Regions from separate parts of the Sus scrofa genome. Here all the other regions are linked to region 1. The links are chromatin contacts, called in public Hi-C and HiChIP or PLAC-seq maps. All regions are on one chromosome and are shown on one strand. Each heading gives the region's core, a stretch centred on a gene start, on an enhancer-like site or on the middle of the called end of the contact. The rest is flanking DNA. Distances are from core to core; before and after follow the strand shown. Region 1 holds the start of MYC (MYC proto-oncogene, bHLH transcription factor). Region 2 has its middle 850 kb from the start of MYC. Region 3 has its middle 220 kb from the start of FAM84B. Region 4 has its middle 760 kb from the start of MYC. Region 5 has its middle 260 kb from the start of FAM84B.

The links. Hi-C and Micro-C count contacts between places; a contact is called where the count stands out from the background. HiChIP or PLAC-seq counts read pairs in DNA pulled down with a chosen protein or histone mark.
Region 2: an H3K27ac HiChIP or PLAC-seq map of skeletal muscle shows a contact between it and region 1, with 11 times the contacts expected there. The contact joins the enhancer-like site here to the promoter of MYC in region 1. A contact is called at or near these places in 2 of 5 promoter capture datasets (fetal skeletal muscle and liver), 12 of 47 Hi-C or Micro-C datasets (alveolar macrophages, blood, embryonic fibroblasts and 9 more) and 1 of 2 datasets of contacts at active chromatin or transcription factors (skeletal muscle).
Region 3: a Hi-C map of embryonic fibroblasts shows a contact between it and region 1, with 2.3 times the contacts expected there. The contact joins the enhancer-like site here to the promoter of MYC in region 1. A contact is called at or near these places in 1 of 5 promoter capture datasets (fetal skeletal muscle), 4 of 47 Hi-C or Micro-C datasets (embryonic fibroblasts, fetal skeletal muscle and fibroblasts) and 1 of 2 datasets of contacts at active chromatin or transcription factors (skeletal muscle).
Region 4: a Hi-C map of alveolar macrophages shows a contact between it and region 1, with 5 times the contacts expected there. The contact joins the enhancer-like site here to the promoter of MYC in region 1. A contact is called at or near these places in 3 of 5 promoter capture datasets (fetal liver and liver), 15 of 47 Hi-C or Micro-C datasets (alveolar macrophages, blood, embryonic fibroblasts and 8 more) and 1 of 2 datasets of contacts at active chromatin or transcription factors (skeletal muscle).
Region 5: a contact with region 1 is called in a Hi-C map of subcutaneous adipose tissue, with 2.5 times the contacts expected there. The contact joins the enhancer-like site here to the promoter of MYC in region 1. A contact is called at or near these places in 2 of 5 promoter capture datasets (fetal skeletal muscle and liver), 11 of 47 Hi-C or Micro-C datasets (alveolar macrophages, brain, embryonic fibroblasts and 6 more) and 1 of 2 datasets of contacts at active chromatin or transcription factors (skeletal muscle).

What each region holds. Positions count from the first base shown.
Region 1 is chr4:12,458,930-12,461,751 of Sscrofa11.1, forward strand. It overlaps MYC (MYC proto-oncogene, bHLH transcription factor), which reads right to left and starts at 1,431. Exons shown (of 4, transcript NM_001005154.1): 1 at 811-1,431. The coding sequence starts at 840.
Region 2 is chr4:11,608,971-11,611,792 of Sscrofa11.1, forward strand. No RefSeq gene overlaps it. Among named protein-coding and RNA genes, the nearest start is that of MYC, 850 kb to the right of the region's middle. Within about 2 kb of position 1,476, at least 27 of the 83 cell types and tissues checked have an H3K27ac peak or open chromatin away from gene starts, as enhancers often do. A contact at or near this core is called in fetal skeletal muscle and skeletal muscle, where this site is marked.
Region 3 is chr4:13,222,852-13,225,673 of Sscrofa11.1, forward strand. No RefSeq gene overlaps it. Among named protein-coding and RNA genes, the nearest start is that of FAM84B, 220 kb to the right of the region's middle. Within about 2 kb of position 1,335, at least 16 of the 83 cell types and tissues checked have an H3K27ac peak or open chromatin away from gene starts, as enhancers often do. A contact at or near this core is called in embryonic fibroblasts and fetal skeletal muscle, where this site is marked.
Region 4 is chr4:11,701,120-11,703,941 of Sscrofa11.1, forward strand. No RefSeq gene overlaps it. Among named protein-coding and RNA genes, the nearest start is that of MYC, 760 kb to the right of the region's middle. Within about 2 kb of position 1,427, at least 14 of the 83 cell types and tissues checked have an H3K27ac peak or open chromatin away from gene starts, as enhancers often do. A contact at or near this core is called in alveolar macrophages, where this site is marked.
Region 5 is chr4:13,182,049-13,184,870 of Sscrofa11.1, forward strand. No RefSeq gene overlaps it. Among named protein-coding and RNA genes, the nearest start is that of FAM84B, 260 kb to the right of the region's middle. Within about 2 kb of position 1,418, at least 22 of the 83 cell types and tissues checked have an H3K27ac peak or open chromatin away from gene starts, as enhancers often do. A contact at or near this core is called in retroperitoneal adipose tissue, skeletal muscle and subcutaneous adipose tissue, where this site is marked.

The DNA.
Region 1 (2,822 bases), core at 181-2,680:
ACACCCGAGCGGGGACACCAGAGGCGGCCGAGGAGCCAAGGCGGGGTGCGGAGATTTGTCCTCGTTTTCCCCCGAGTCAATAATTCCAGGAGAATCGGACACATCTTTGCGCCAGCCTCCCTCTCCCCCGTCCCCGCGCTTCCCCAACACCAAGTCTTAACATCTCCGAGGACCAAGAGCTTTAATTTCATTATTCTTTTAAAAAGCCAAACGCCAACTTCTAAGAGGAGCCGGGGGGCGAATTGAAGCGCCGCGGGGATCGGCGGGCGGGACTCGCCGCAGTCTCCGCTGTCACAAATGCGGTAAGCCGAAATTTAAATGCCCTTTCGGAGACGGCAAAAAGTCAGAGGCTGCGGAGCTCTCGCTCCACACGCAATATGTAATTCTTACTCCTAGGAGCTCAGGACGTAAAGGGTTTTCTGCCCACTGCGAAGCATACCCCCCTTCTCCCTCCAAAAGGCAAAAAAGCAATCAAATGCAATAAAGCAAGAATGCCCAGCCGGCCGAGGTCAGCGTTCATCTACATTAAAACAAAAATACACAAAAACAACCAACCCCTCTAAAGGCTACTTTCAAAAAAAAGCACCCCGTTCTCCCTCTGCCTTCCTCTCTTCCTTCTTGACAAGTCATTGCACCCCGACCCAGCTCTGGTTCGTCCCCACCCTACCCCGACCAACCACAACTACTCTGAGAAAAGTGTCAATAGAGCAGGAATGGGAGAAAAGACACCCCAATTCGGGCATTCGACTCATCGCGGATTGAAAGCGGTAGCAAGAAGAAATTAAAAGACAAATAGGTCTGGGTGCTCACCGGGTTTTCCACTATCCGAAGGAAATCCAGCGTCCAAAAAGCGGCGAGGAGCGCCTTTCAGAGGAGCGAGTCGTGGGCAGCGACAGGGAAAAGTGTCTCCCCAAATAGGCAGAATAGCCTCTCCGCGTCCGGAGAGTCGCGTTGTCGCTCGGGTGTTGTAAGTTCCAGTGGAAAGTACCCGCCCGCTGCAGTGGGCAAAGTTTCGTGGATGCGGCGCGGGTGGCGGACCGCTGGCAGGGGTCGGCGGGCAGGGTGGGGTGGGGGCGGCCGGGACGGAGGCGAAGACCCTCTTTCACTCCGGATCTCCCTTCCCCCGGGCGCCCAGAGCGCGACTCAGCTTGCTCGGCCGGCTCTGCTCTTCCACCCTGGAGGGCCCGCCCGCTCGCTCCCTCTGCCTCTCGCTGGAATTACTACAGCGAGTCAGAGAAAGCCCAGAAAACCGGCTTTTATACTGCTAGGAACACCCCTCCCCTCCGTGCTCTTTTTCCCGCCAAGCCTCTGTATAGCCCTGCCCTTCCAGAGGCAGTGGGGAGCCTAGCGGTGGCCGGGGTGCGGCAAAGGCGGCGGCAGCCGAGAGATGCGCAGCCGGAGGGTCCTCAGCCGCGCAGACCCTCGCCTATAAAGGGCCGGTGGGCGGGGATTCGCGAGAGCGGATCTTTTTTTTCTTTTTCCCCCCGCCCTCGGCTTTGGGAACCCGGGAGGGGCGCTTCAGCCCGGGGAGGGAGGGAGGGGTTGGGTGGTTGGGAGGGAGGAGACTCAGCCCTTTGAGCCTGGCACTCCAGTGCGCAGAGCTTTCGGATGTAAACAGAGTAAGAGTGCCGCATGAATTAACTGCGCGCGCCTACCATTTTCTTTTGCTCCCGCTCAAACCCTCTTTCTCTGCTGCTTGCTCCTCTGGCGCAGCGCTCTGGGTGACAAACCGCATACTGGTCCCTTGTGCTTAAATCATCGCGGGCGGAACAGCTGACCCTCCACACTGAGAATACACGGTGTACCCACCGCCAAGCCACGCACGTCCCGGGCCGAGGGGGCGCCTCCCTAAGACTGGGGAAAGGGCAGCGTTTGGAAAATAAGCCCTACGAAGAGAGGAGGAAAGAAGGGGGTATTTGCGGGTGCGCGTTGTGTGTGTGTGGTGTGGGGTAAGTGTAGATGGGGAAAAATGATCAGAGGTGTAGGGAGGAAAATGGTACCTGGAATTATTTTAAAAAACTCAGCAACGCATTGCCACGTATACTTGGAGAGCGAGTTCTGAATAAACACCCACTGCATTTGTTGGGGGTGTTAGGCATTCTGTGTGTACAGCTACCTCGACTGAGCACCTTCCATCTAGAATGAAACCCCTAAATCGCTGCCAAAGCCTCGGTCGACCCCTCACCTCCGGGCTCCGCTGGCGCAGACCGACACAGACCTCCGCGGGAGCCCGCTTGCCCCCCTGGACGCGCTAAGCCCTGAGATCTTTCTGCCGGTTCCGGAGCTGGAGTAAAGGAGGAGCGCGCTTGCGGGTGCGCGCTGCGGGGGACTCTCCGCTCCCTACCCACTCTCTGCTCCCCACCCACTCTCTGCCCTTCTGCACCCTCATCCCACACCCCCGCACCTCTCGCTCGGAGGTCCCAGTTCTGCACCCAGGTTTCAGTAGAGACGAATCCTTTTTGCGCCCCGTGGCGTCGGTTTGCACTACGCTGGGGCTCCCAGGTTGGGGGAAATCGAAGGCGCTAGACGCGAGAATACTGGGGAGGGGGACGCGAGTCGCAGGACCAGACTCCCCAGAAGAGGGAAGGAGACGAGCTGGCGGATCCTGCCTGGGGAGTCAGCATAGTCCCTGGCGACGAAAACCGTTAACTCTTTCCTCCTCGGACAAACTGGACGTTGACTTTCCTTTCTGGGTCTTCTTTGCTTTTTATTATTGGACTCGCGATCATGCACAGAAAAATGCATGGATTCTGATCTAAGGAGAGGAGCCAAGTATTAGGTGCCTTTTTTTTTGGGGGGGGGGAGTACTGTCGAGCCAATTA
Region 2 (2,822 bases), core at 226-2,725, 850 kb before region 1:
CGAAGCAGAAAACCCAGATATGCCGTGTCCTGCGGCCTGACCCAAGAAAATGTGAGATAATACATATGTGTCATTTTCATATTTGGGGGTAATTTGTTGTATGACAACAGCGAGCCAACGGAGGGAGTGTGGGCAAGTTGCGTAACATCCCGTTGCCTCGGTTTATTATTATTTAAATAGAGATGCATATTCACGACAATTTCAGAAGATTGCTGGGAGGATTCTGGGAGATGATATATATATAAAGCCTGACATTTGGGAAATGGTTAAGTGTTATAAGTAGCAAAGCGGAGAGCCAAACCTGAGTCTGGCTGCTGCTGCAGCTCTTTTCCCTACAACACCTCTCTTGCCCTCTGCCCGGTCCGTCGTAAGAATCTTACCTTTAACATCTATTCACAACTCATTCACGGTTTTGGATGTTGTCGCTAACCACGTCCCTAAATGGACCTTGTTCCTGACTCAGCGTTATCCTCAGGTCCTAAATCCATTCTTGACCTTAAACCAAAAAAAAAGAATTGACTTTGCCACTTTACTGCCCCAAAACCTTTCTGGAGCCCCTGTTTTTCTCGACTTCTGGCTTCCTGTGCCCAGGTTAATTTACATTCAGTTTCCTGGGCCTCATTCCTGAGCTTAGAAGTATATATGAGATCTAAATGTGGAACCTGGAAAGACCGAAAGAAAGATAACTAAGGATGAGAAGATGTGTCTTCTTGTTTCATGTCTTCCTTAAGTAAGTTAACTCATCATTTCCTTTCGTTTTTTTGTACGATTTTTATTTTTTCTATTATAGTTGATTTACATATCGATGAATTTTAAACATCCCTCTGTCAGGAGTTCCCTTGTGGCACAGTGGGTTAAGGGTCCTGTATTGTCATTGCAGTGGCTCAGGTCACCGTTGTGGCACGAGTTGGAACTTCCACATGCTGTGGGCATCGTCAAGGAAAAAAATCCTTTACAACTAGTTTTTCCATAGTAATCCTTTTTTTTTTTTTTTTTTTTTTTAGCGAAGCTAATCCTCTCCTTCTTTCACCTGATGAGGGATTTTTGCAATATTAAATGTCCCTCCCTGAAGCTGCTTCAGCTTAGGCATGACTTTAAATATGGATAACCCATCCCCCTTACCACCCCGCTTCCTCCATAACCCACACTCCTTTCTCATGTAGAAAAATCTTTCTTCAAAATTCAAAAGGCCAAGGGGTCTTCCGAGGGAAGTTAAATCCCTTTATATTTTGCCAGAGAACTTTCCCACAAAGAGGAAATTCTACAAATACTCAGATGACATCACCAAGAAAAGGCCCTTGTTCCCCCAGGGCCCAGCCTCCCTGGAAGATGACAAGGGTTAGGGCTAGAGAAAGCCCGGGCTACTTGTCGGATTTGGCAAGCGGCAGCCAACAGCTGGTCAAGCCGGTTAATTAGCCCTGCGCTCTGCTCCCGTCCAGCCTTTACTGGCAAAGGCAGAGGCAAGCGGTTCTGGCCTGCTCTTCTCTTTCTATTAACAAAGCCCAGTGCCATCGGATTACCTTGGCCGGGGGCCAGGCCTGCTCGCCGTTTGCCTGCCTGCGCGTTACCATGGCGATGGCGATGCGCCTTTTGCCAAGGCAGCAGCTGGTGGATGGCTAGCGATTACCTGCCAAGCAGATTTACGAGCTCCAAAATGCAGACCTTTCTCTGATAAGTAACAGAAGAGGGAAGTTCCAGACTGAGACAAGGACGGAAGGGTCCCTGCACCTTTTGACCCATCCCTTCTATTTTAATTTGCGAACAAAAGATGATTATCCTCCACCGTTTGTCCAGATGCCCATCCGCTAAGCTCATAGGCCCATCTTGTCTCATCTTTTTCTTGCATCATCTTATTTGGAGGAGAGGCAATAAACAGTTTAGTCTTTGTCTTTGCTGCGAGAAACACGCTACCCGCCCTCAGCATCCTGCAGCAGGAGCAGCAGCGCCTCCCACACAGCCCAGTGCAGCGCTGGGCGGGAGGGAGGGGGCTCCAGCCATGAAAAGAATTTCCGGAAAGGAAAAAAAGCAGTGCCCCCTTTGATAGAATTATGAAAATTTAGTGGAAAGCATAGGATGATAATAGTTTTCACCTAAGAAGAGATTCCCAGGGAATTCTGGGTCCCTGAATTTTAGGATTTTTTTCTCTCCTTAAATTTTATGTGGAAAGCATTTATTAAACACTACCTGTATGTAGACTTTGTTTTTATTGACTTTCAAGCAACAGTCTTTTATTATTTCCATATGGATTCAATACTGGGACCATCTAGAATGAGTAAGCTTTCAAAAGGCAGACATGGGGAGGTGAGCAGGGCACTCTGGGCAGAGAAGGTGGGCTCATTCCGGGACAGAGGCAGGACTCAAGAGAGGAGTGTTTTGGATAGCTCAAGTGGGAGCTGTGCATGGGAGCAAGGAGAGCAGAAGCAGCAAGTTAGGGGCAGCAGGCTGGGTTTTCAATGTCTTAGAGAACTCGTCATTGAGGAACTTATATGCTGTTCTCCAGGCAATAGAGAGCTAATAAAGTTCTTAAGCCAGAGTAAAACAAGCAGTTATGCTTTAGGAATGAAACTCACTGCGCTGCATGCAGAATGGATGGGGGTGGAGCGGAGAGCGATGGAATAATGGGTGAAATGTATCAGGAAAAGGGCGCTTTCCTATCAAGGGATGAGGAAGTGGATGCAAGACCGGTTTCAGCAATGGTTCCATATTAACATCATGACAGCTGATGCAGAGGGGAGGCCTTTCAGGCCCTGGCTCCAGGCTCCAGGATAACTGCTCCATGTCTGTCCCTCTCTAGTGCACACATCTGTCTCAGCCACTGTCAT
Region 3 (2,822 bases), core at 85-2,584, 760 kb after region 1:
CATTGCTGTGGCTGTGGCATAAGCTGGTAGCTGCAGCTCTGATCTGATCCCTAGGCTAGGAACCTCCATATGCCCTGGGTGCGGTGCTAAAAAGACTATATATATATATATATATATATATATATATATAAATTGAATATTTACGTATCTCTCCACCATGGAAAGGCTGGGAGGGTAGGTGCCATGTCTCATTTATATTTGTATTCATAACACATAACATAGTGACTGGCTTTGTAAAAACTCAATAATGCTGAGTGAATGAGGGAACGTGCTAAATTTAACTGCAGGGCCAGCTTCTGCTCAGAGGCTTGTGGCTCTCCTCCACCCCAGACAAAGTAAGTCATCCCCTTTTATTTCCCACTGCGGCCAAGCCTCCTACATTTCAGTCATATTTACTTGGGCAATATCCCACTCCCCCACTAGACTGTAAGTGCCCTGAGAGAAGCCACTCCATCTGTAGGACCTATCCCAGTGTTTATTTGCTAAAAGGATGCCTGAACAGGCTGAGAGTGCTCTCTGACTCCTAGGAACTCTGTGACTGAACTGCCCAAGGCACTGACATGGGCCTTGAGTGGGTGACCAGGCCTTGCTCACACTTCCTGCTTCCCTCCAGAACCCCCTGCTTGCCCAGCTCAAAGACTCGACTCTCTGTGTGGCAAAGCTCTGGAATCTGGCTGCTAAACTCCGAAGACAGGAAGACAGAGAGGCCAGGGAGTCATTTGAAATGACTGTCCTGAGCTCCCGTTTCATCATGTGTATGCACTTAGTGACACATCAGGAAATTTTTTTCCAGCAGCGAGTTTTTTTTCCTCCGTCCACTTGTGGACATGTTGAAAGATCACACATAGGTTTTCAATGAAGTCACTGACAATCAGGGGAAGCCAGCAGCCACAGCTGGTGGGTCCGAGTCTCACCCCCCCCCCCAGGGGGGACAATTTAATCTCTTGGCCTCACATTGGGAAAGCAGTCTGAGGAAGGTAAAGACTCTGTTAACCTTTTTTTTGAAGAAAGAAAGATCAAGAGTAACAAGAAGAAACTGTATGACTTGAGGCAGCTGCTGCTGTTACTAAAAAGTAAGAAAGGAGGTGGGAGGGGCCTTAGCCCGTGGATGACAGGAGGCTTGTTATCAGCGGCCAGGGTGGCCGGGACTGGTGCTCCTGGGAGAATATCACTTCCTTTGTGGAGTAAGATAGGAGAAGATTTCTAGCCCCCACGGAGCAGCGTAGGGAGTCTGGGGTTTGGGGACACTTTCTGATTCAGGATGCCTGGATTCAAACAATGTCAGTATCGCTTGTGAGGCTCGTAAGCGATGAGTAACAGGAGAGGGATGATTCATAGGCCAGGGAACCCTGGAAGCAGTCAGTAAAGTCTTGAAAGATGCAGGCAGCGGTGTAGCACAGCTGTTGGTCTTGCCACTTGTGGATTCGGGGTGGGTGGGGGGAGCCATTCCAATGAGCCAGCAGTTCTCATCCTGACTGCTTGCACCACAGCCATGATTTCACCCCATAGAGCCTCTTCCGAAAAGCAAATCAAAAAGAGGTTCAGAGACTGTGGAGGGCCCCGATGCTCACATTTCCTGCTGAATCCAGAGGTCTACATGCTTGACTAGGATTCCCTGATCATATTTTTGTCCATCAGCCAATTAAAAGAGTGCATCATTCAAAAGGAAAGCTTAATTGCCTCTGAAACTAGGACATTTCGTACTCAAAAGGAATAGCTGACCGGGAGCAATGACCACCTCTATGGTTACATGTAATGAGACCGAAATGCTATCAGAACGTACTGATCAGCTCTCAGAGCTTTTCAACACCACATTCACAAAGATAAATAAGGTGCAGTCACCGACCTTGAGGAACTCATCAGGAACAAGGTGGAGAGAGCCACATAAACAGGGGATTACGACACAGTGGCGTATGTGCTACAGTGAAGTTTATGCCTACTGTGAACACTGAGACTGAGGAGAGGAGGGATGAGGAATAAAGAAGCCAGAAAGGACGGAGGGCAACAATAAGAAAGAAGAGATCAGGGAGCTCCTGTTGTGGCAAAGAGGAAACGAAGCCAACTAGGAAGCATGAGGTTGCAGGTTCGATCCCTGGCCTTGCTCAGTGGGTTAAGGATCCAGCATTGTCGTGAGCTGTGGTGTAGGTCACAGACGTGGCTCAGATCCTGCGTAGCTGTGGCTCTGGTGTAGGCCGGCAGCTACAGCTCCGATTAGACGCCTAGCCTGGGAACCTCCAAATGCCACGGGGGCAGCCCAAGAAATCACAAAAAGATAACAAAAAAAAAGAAAAAGAAAGAAAACAGAGTAATACCAAAAGACAATGGATTGTATACTAACATTACTATATAATCCATTATCTTTCAATTGTACTCATACACATGAATAATAGAGCATATACATATGTGTGATATACATGTATATATAATAAAGTAATATATATGGTTGGGGCATCACATGATGATAAAACAATCTACAGGAAAATAGTAATCCTAAATATATATGCACTAAAGAACAAACCCTCAAAACATATAAAACAAAAACTCATAAAGCTGAAAGAAGAACTGTAGTTGAGGACTCTTAACACTTTACTCATAGAAAGTAACAGAACTACCAGACAGAAAATCAGCAAAGTTATAGAATGGAGCAATACAACCAAACAGTAAAATCTAATTGACATATACAGAACAATCTACCCAACAATAGTAGAATACACATTTTTTTTTCAAGAAATCATAGGACATTTACTAAGATAGACATATTCTGGGCCATAAAACAAGCCTCAACAAATTTTAAAGAACTGAAATTATAAAAGTATATTATT
Region 4 (2,822 bases), core at 177-2,676, 760 kb before region 1:
CAGATAGGAACTTAAAAGCAGCAACTATATATAGCACTCCTGTTCAGAGAAAAAAAAAAAGTTTCCAAAGAGCCCCAAAATTTTCAAGTTATAGAGAAACCTCATCTGTGGGCGGGGCTCTCATTAAGCAGATATTTGGAAGAGATGTCATAAAATGGAGGTCACGCTGATATTGCCCACGCGACTTCCGGAAGGGAGACGTGGAAAAGGACCGGATGGAGGGCACAGGGTGGCAAAGTTGCCTCTCTTCTCTTGGCTGAGCAAAAAGGAGTCTCTTTCTTCCACTTGGAGTCTACGATGCACACTCACCTGCATCTGCAAAGCCTGCAAGGCAGGAAAGAGGCTTTGCAATGTTCAACCTTTGTTCCTACTGATTTTTGGAAAGAGTCATATGAATTCTACAGAGGGTGGTTGGGGCTACAAGATACCTCCAAAGAGGAAGTGGGAACACAAACACTGGAGAGAAAAGAGTCCTTAATAAGGAGGTTGCAATCACTAGGAGGAAGCCTTCCAAACATACTGTTTCTTCTCTCTTTTTGCCCTTTCTGGAGGATGAAAGGGCAGGGAGCTGCACTGTCCAGATCACTTTCTTTTTATGAGCAGCTGTTTCATCCTTTGTCCACCACAATTCTCCTTGCTTCTCACTCGCTCACAACTCTACTCTTCGAGGATAAGTTACTTTCTAATTGCTGACCCCAGTGGTTTAGTCTGTGTTGCTCTCTTCTTCCTATCTGTCACTCGCAATGTCTCCACTTGGGCATCCCTTTGTTAGAGTAGAGCTCATTCCCTCCAGTTACCCCTTTCCTGTTTTCCTTGAAAACCAGCACACAAGACCAAGAGCATAAGACCATGAAGCAGTACAGGGACAGACAGGGCAGTTAAGGGCTCAGACTCTGAAGTCAGACACACCTGTTGTAAAATCGTGTGCTCTTAGCCAAGCCTACATTTCAGTGTCTTCATTTGCAAAACTGACAGCCATATATCTCATGTCTCACAGGGTGCATGCAAAGTCCTTGGCACATAGTAAGGACTTAATAAATCTTAGTTACTAGTACTGGCAGCATCGTCATTATCACTGTAGTCGTTGTTATATTAAGCCCCATCATCATCCTTATCTTCTTTAAACATTATGAGGAAGAAGACAAGAAATAAGAAACACAGGTTTGAAAATTTCTAGAAATTTCAGAATCTTACTAAATTTTCACTGTGGTTTTTTAAGACTATGCCTTAGTCCTTTTACTTATATTTTCTAAGGATGTCTTTTTCTCAAGAGAAGGTGTACATTTACATGGTAAGGAGAAGGAACTGGTCTATGCCTACCTCAACCCCAACACCTGGCACAGCTGGCCCGAGGTGAGGATCTGAAGAAGGCAGAGCAGGGCCGTGGCCACCCAGTCCTCTAACAGTCTCTTGGTTCCCCTTTGCCCTGGGTCAAATGCAGAGGGCCCAGCACTTGGGCTTCCTTCTGCCTTGGCATTTACTACACTATGTTTATAGCTGCTCCAGGGCTGTGGTCCATTTTCTTAAATGCCTCCCTGACTAGATCACAGGTGCCTCTAGAATGCAAGTGTGTTTAATTCATCTCTGTGTTCATCAGCCCAAGCACAGTACAGGAGGAAGGAGCTGGGCCAGGGCTCCCTCTTTCTCATCACTTTTCTCAGTCTCACTTTCTGTTCCTCATCTGTCAGTGAAGAGTCACATTGGGAGAGAATCGCAGCTATAAATAACCCTCCCTCCTCAAACACACACCCACTCCAGTGGACAAATGAGGAAATGGGCTCTAAGACCAAACACCCTGGATCTGGGATCTCACAAGAGGTGAGCAAGGTGAGCATGGGGGAGTCAGACTTCCTGGCTCACATTCCCACACAGTCTCTGTCTTCATGGGCTCATAGGCTCTACTGAGTGTTTATCATTTGGGGGAACCCCAGACAGGTGACTCACCACAGAGAACTACCCTGTTTTCACAGGAAGGATCACCTGCACGCCTTCCCTCATGCCCTTCTTGACTGAAAACTGCCCCTGACATCCAGTGACCACATCCTCCTTGCCATTTACACCTAGATAGGGTCTTCCCCTCTTCCCCTTCCTCCTCCCCCACCCCTACTTTCTTGAAAAATTGACTTATTCTGGGCAACAGTCCCATTCTCTTATATTAATGTGAAGATGGGTGCTAAACTGGTCACATCTATATGCATTTTTAGAAGGGTTTTTAGAGCTCATTGTCTCTAATCCAAAGAGTGATGGCAAATCCTAAGTTCAGGAGAGTAGACATGACTAGGTGGCATTTCCAGATGATGGGGATATGGAGGGACAGTAGGAAGGCTTGTGCTACTGGTCACGATGCAAACTCAGTAGCCCGTGCCTTTGAATGTGTTGATAAGTCAGATAATTGGTGAGTGAAGTATGTATTGTCTGATCCAGAGATTGTGCAATATCCCACTTTAGCGCCCAAAGTCTTGATGGCATAGCCTACTCCTTCCTCATAAGGAACATGGAAATAAAAGCCATGGAAGTAATTATTATCAGAGGTATCATTGGTCTATTGACCTTTCCCTACATGCAGGTCATATAATGTGACTATCACATTTTGAGGTAGGAGTCATTGTAAAGACAACTCAACTCAGAGAACTTGGATCATGTTACACGGCTCAGAAGTGGCTTTGAATCCAGGGATGTCTTACTCCAAAGCCCACTCCTTGGATTTCCCACATGGTGGCCATGATCCTATGGTTCTCTGGCAGACACACAGGAAGTGTGGGTTTAGTGATGGGAACACAGAGATGGAGAAGAATACCTGGAAAGGGATCACTGATAGGAAG
Region 5 (2,822 bases), core at 168-2,667, 720 kb after region 1:
CACTCATAAAATATATCTGCATCACAGAGCCTAATGGAGCCCTTAAATCACATCATGGAGACAGCTTGGGGCTCCACCTGATGCTGATTCCAGGACTGAGGTGGTTGCTACAGCCGGGGCATCTGGGGTTGGATACTAATGTCCGTTAATGCACAGGAACTCAGGTCCTTTAGGGACCCAGCAAGCATACTCCTGCCCTGTGGGGACCACCAACTTATGAGATGCTCCGGAAATCCTTTAGAGCTCATCAAATTTACCCCTTGTTCCATCTGTTCGCTCTAGATATGGAGCAGGGTGTGTGTGTGTGTGTGTGTGTGTGTGTGTGTGTGTGTGCGCGCCTAGGTAAATGGACTCCTGACCCCAGTGTCAGGGACCTGGCTTCTCTCCCACTTTGTGCCAGCCTTAGTTCCCAAATGAAGAGCCTGAGGTAGAGCCTGTACCAAGGTAGTTTATTTTGGAAGCAATCCCAAGACCATGAGTGAAGCACCAGTGAGTAAAATAGGAAGGAAGAAACGTGAGCATCAGTTCGGGCATGACTGGGAGTGACTGACTGGGAGTGAAATATGTCTCAGAACCATTCACCTGGGAGAATGAGAAGGGGAAACGTTTATCCAACAGTGCCAGCTCCCTTTGGGTCAGGAGTGGCCCCTCCAACCTTAACCTCTCGAACAGTTCATCCTTAGAAGCCAAGCAAAGTTGTACAGTGAGCCAGAGAAGCCTGGGGAAGGAGGATTAGCTGCTCCACCTCCCCTGGCACACAGGCTGTTGGAACTGCATGGAACAGTGCACAGAATACGGGGCCGGGAGGGTGGGAAAGAGTGTAAAAAGGTGCCTCACACTCAGCCTTCCACTCACCCCCCCCAACACCACCACAGCAGGTGTTCGGGGCACCATCTCATCTGGTCCTCCCCCATTCCCAAGCAGCTGGCATCTTTTTCTTCCTTTCACAGACTAGGACCTTGAACCTCAGAGATGTCAGGTAACTTAGAGTGGCTGAAGGGGACTCAAACCCAGGCTACACACCTTGGACTCCTCCTTTCTTCACCCCTGAGCTGGGGAATGGAGATTCCAGACACATCACTGCATCTTTCTGATTCTTGGTGTCCTTGTCTGCAAGATCACGCTGATAACCTCTGCCTCCTTCCTGGGTTGTGATGAAGAACGAGAAATGTGTGTAAACTATAAAAGGAAGTACATATGCAAGGACTTTTTTTTTTCTTCAAAAGGCAAAAAAGGAAGGAAAGGAAAGGAAAGGAAAGGAAAGGAAAGGAAAGGAGGAAGGAAGGAAGGAAGAAAGAAAAAGAAAGAAAGAAAGAGAAAGAAAGGAAGAAAGAAAGGAACAGTACAACAGCATGTGCTGGTAGCAGAGGAAGGGATGGACATGTTTGAAAGCCACATCCATGACTTGGGTGGTTCTGCTTGAATAGACAGCTGCCACAAAGAGCCTGGAGCTGAGGCAGATTCCTTCTGTTTAGGGGACAGCCTTTCACTGGGGTTCAAATAAACATCTAAGTAACCGGGGGCAGAAGAACGGTTGCTGGGTGTGCCTCTGGTTATCCTAGAGAAACAAAAGCTAAGAACTACAGTTTCTCTCATATGAAGTGGAGCAGCTTTGCAATTGAAAGACAGAGCAATCCGCCTGGAGCAATTATGTTTTCATTATTATTCCCAAGCTGCTGTGTCACAAATCACATTTTCCATCCCCGGGCGTGTTGGTGCAGAGCTGCTGACTGCAGTTCCCATCATTCTACCAGCTGACTGCTCCAGCCGGGCCCTGGGAGCAGCGAGCCGGTGTCTCATTAACTGCAGTACCTGCACACAGATTGCAAACCCAGCGGAGCAGATGCTGTGTATTGAGGAAAACCTCCTCGTTTTAAAACGACCACAAGGTCCTTTTTACTATCAAATTCCTATTGGGATTTTTCTAGAAAGAAAGACCGTGAACCCCTTGAAGATGTTTGTGTCGACCTGCATTACAGCTCAGCTGAGACTGCTGAGGCTGGGCGTAACTTTGACTCGCAGGCACAAACACAAACACGCCCAGGCTCCATTGAAAAGTGGCAGACTTGAGAGCGCAGGGGCGCTGCCAGGCTCATGCCGCCATCATGTGGCCATAGGAGGAACTGCACCGAGGACAGGGGACCGCCAAATTTGCTATGGACTGTTGTGTCTTCCTTCCTCCAGCCCTTCCTCCCTCTCTCTCTCCCTTTTTCCTCTCCTCCTTCCTTCCTCTTCTCACTTCCCTCTTCCCTTCTTCCCTCCTACTTTCTTACACTGTGACAAACACTGGGATACAAAAATGCATCTGAGACGCCTTGTGCTTTTAAGTAGCCTGGTAGAAGGAGAGGAAAAGGGGAAGGGAAATAATTAAGTTCCACGGTTTCCAGCCCCTTCTCCTGGGTTCCTAAGAATGATCACAGTTAATTCTCACAAAAGCCCTGTGTGGGAGGGGGCATTACTGACACCAGTTGTCAAATTAATTTGAAGGGTCAGCCAACAAATCCTTGATTACTTGGTCATTAAAATAGATCAGGCAAATTCAAAGTCAAAATCGTGCAGTTTATATTTTAAAAAAGCTGATTCTTGCAAAACTTCACAAGCGTTACATCTAGGGGCGCAAATTATGCTTTTGCTTACTTATAGCTCTGAATAAAAATCAGTACTTTACCTCCAAACAGGCCTTAAGACCACGTCCTTATCCATTTTGCTATTAGATTATTTGTCAGTTCTAATTCTTAACTTGTCGACGCTCTTTGCATACTGGAGATATTTTCCTTTTCTGTGTTATATGAGTTGTAAAACTTTCTCATAATCAGTTATGT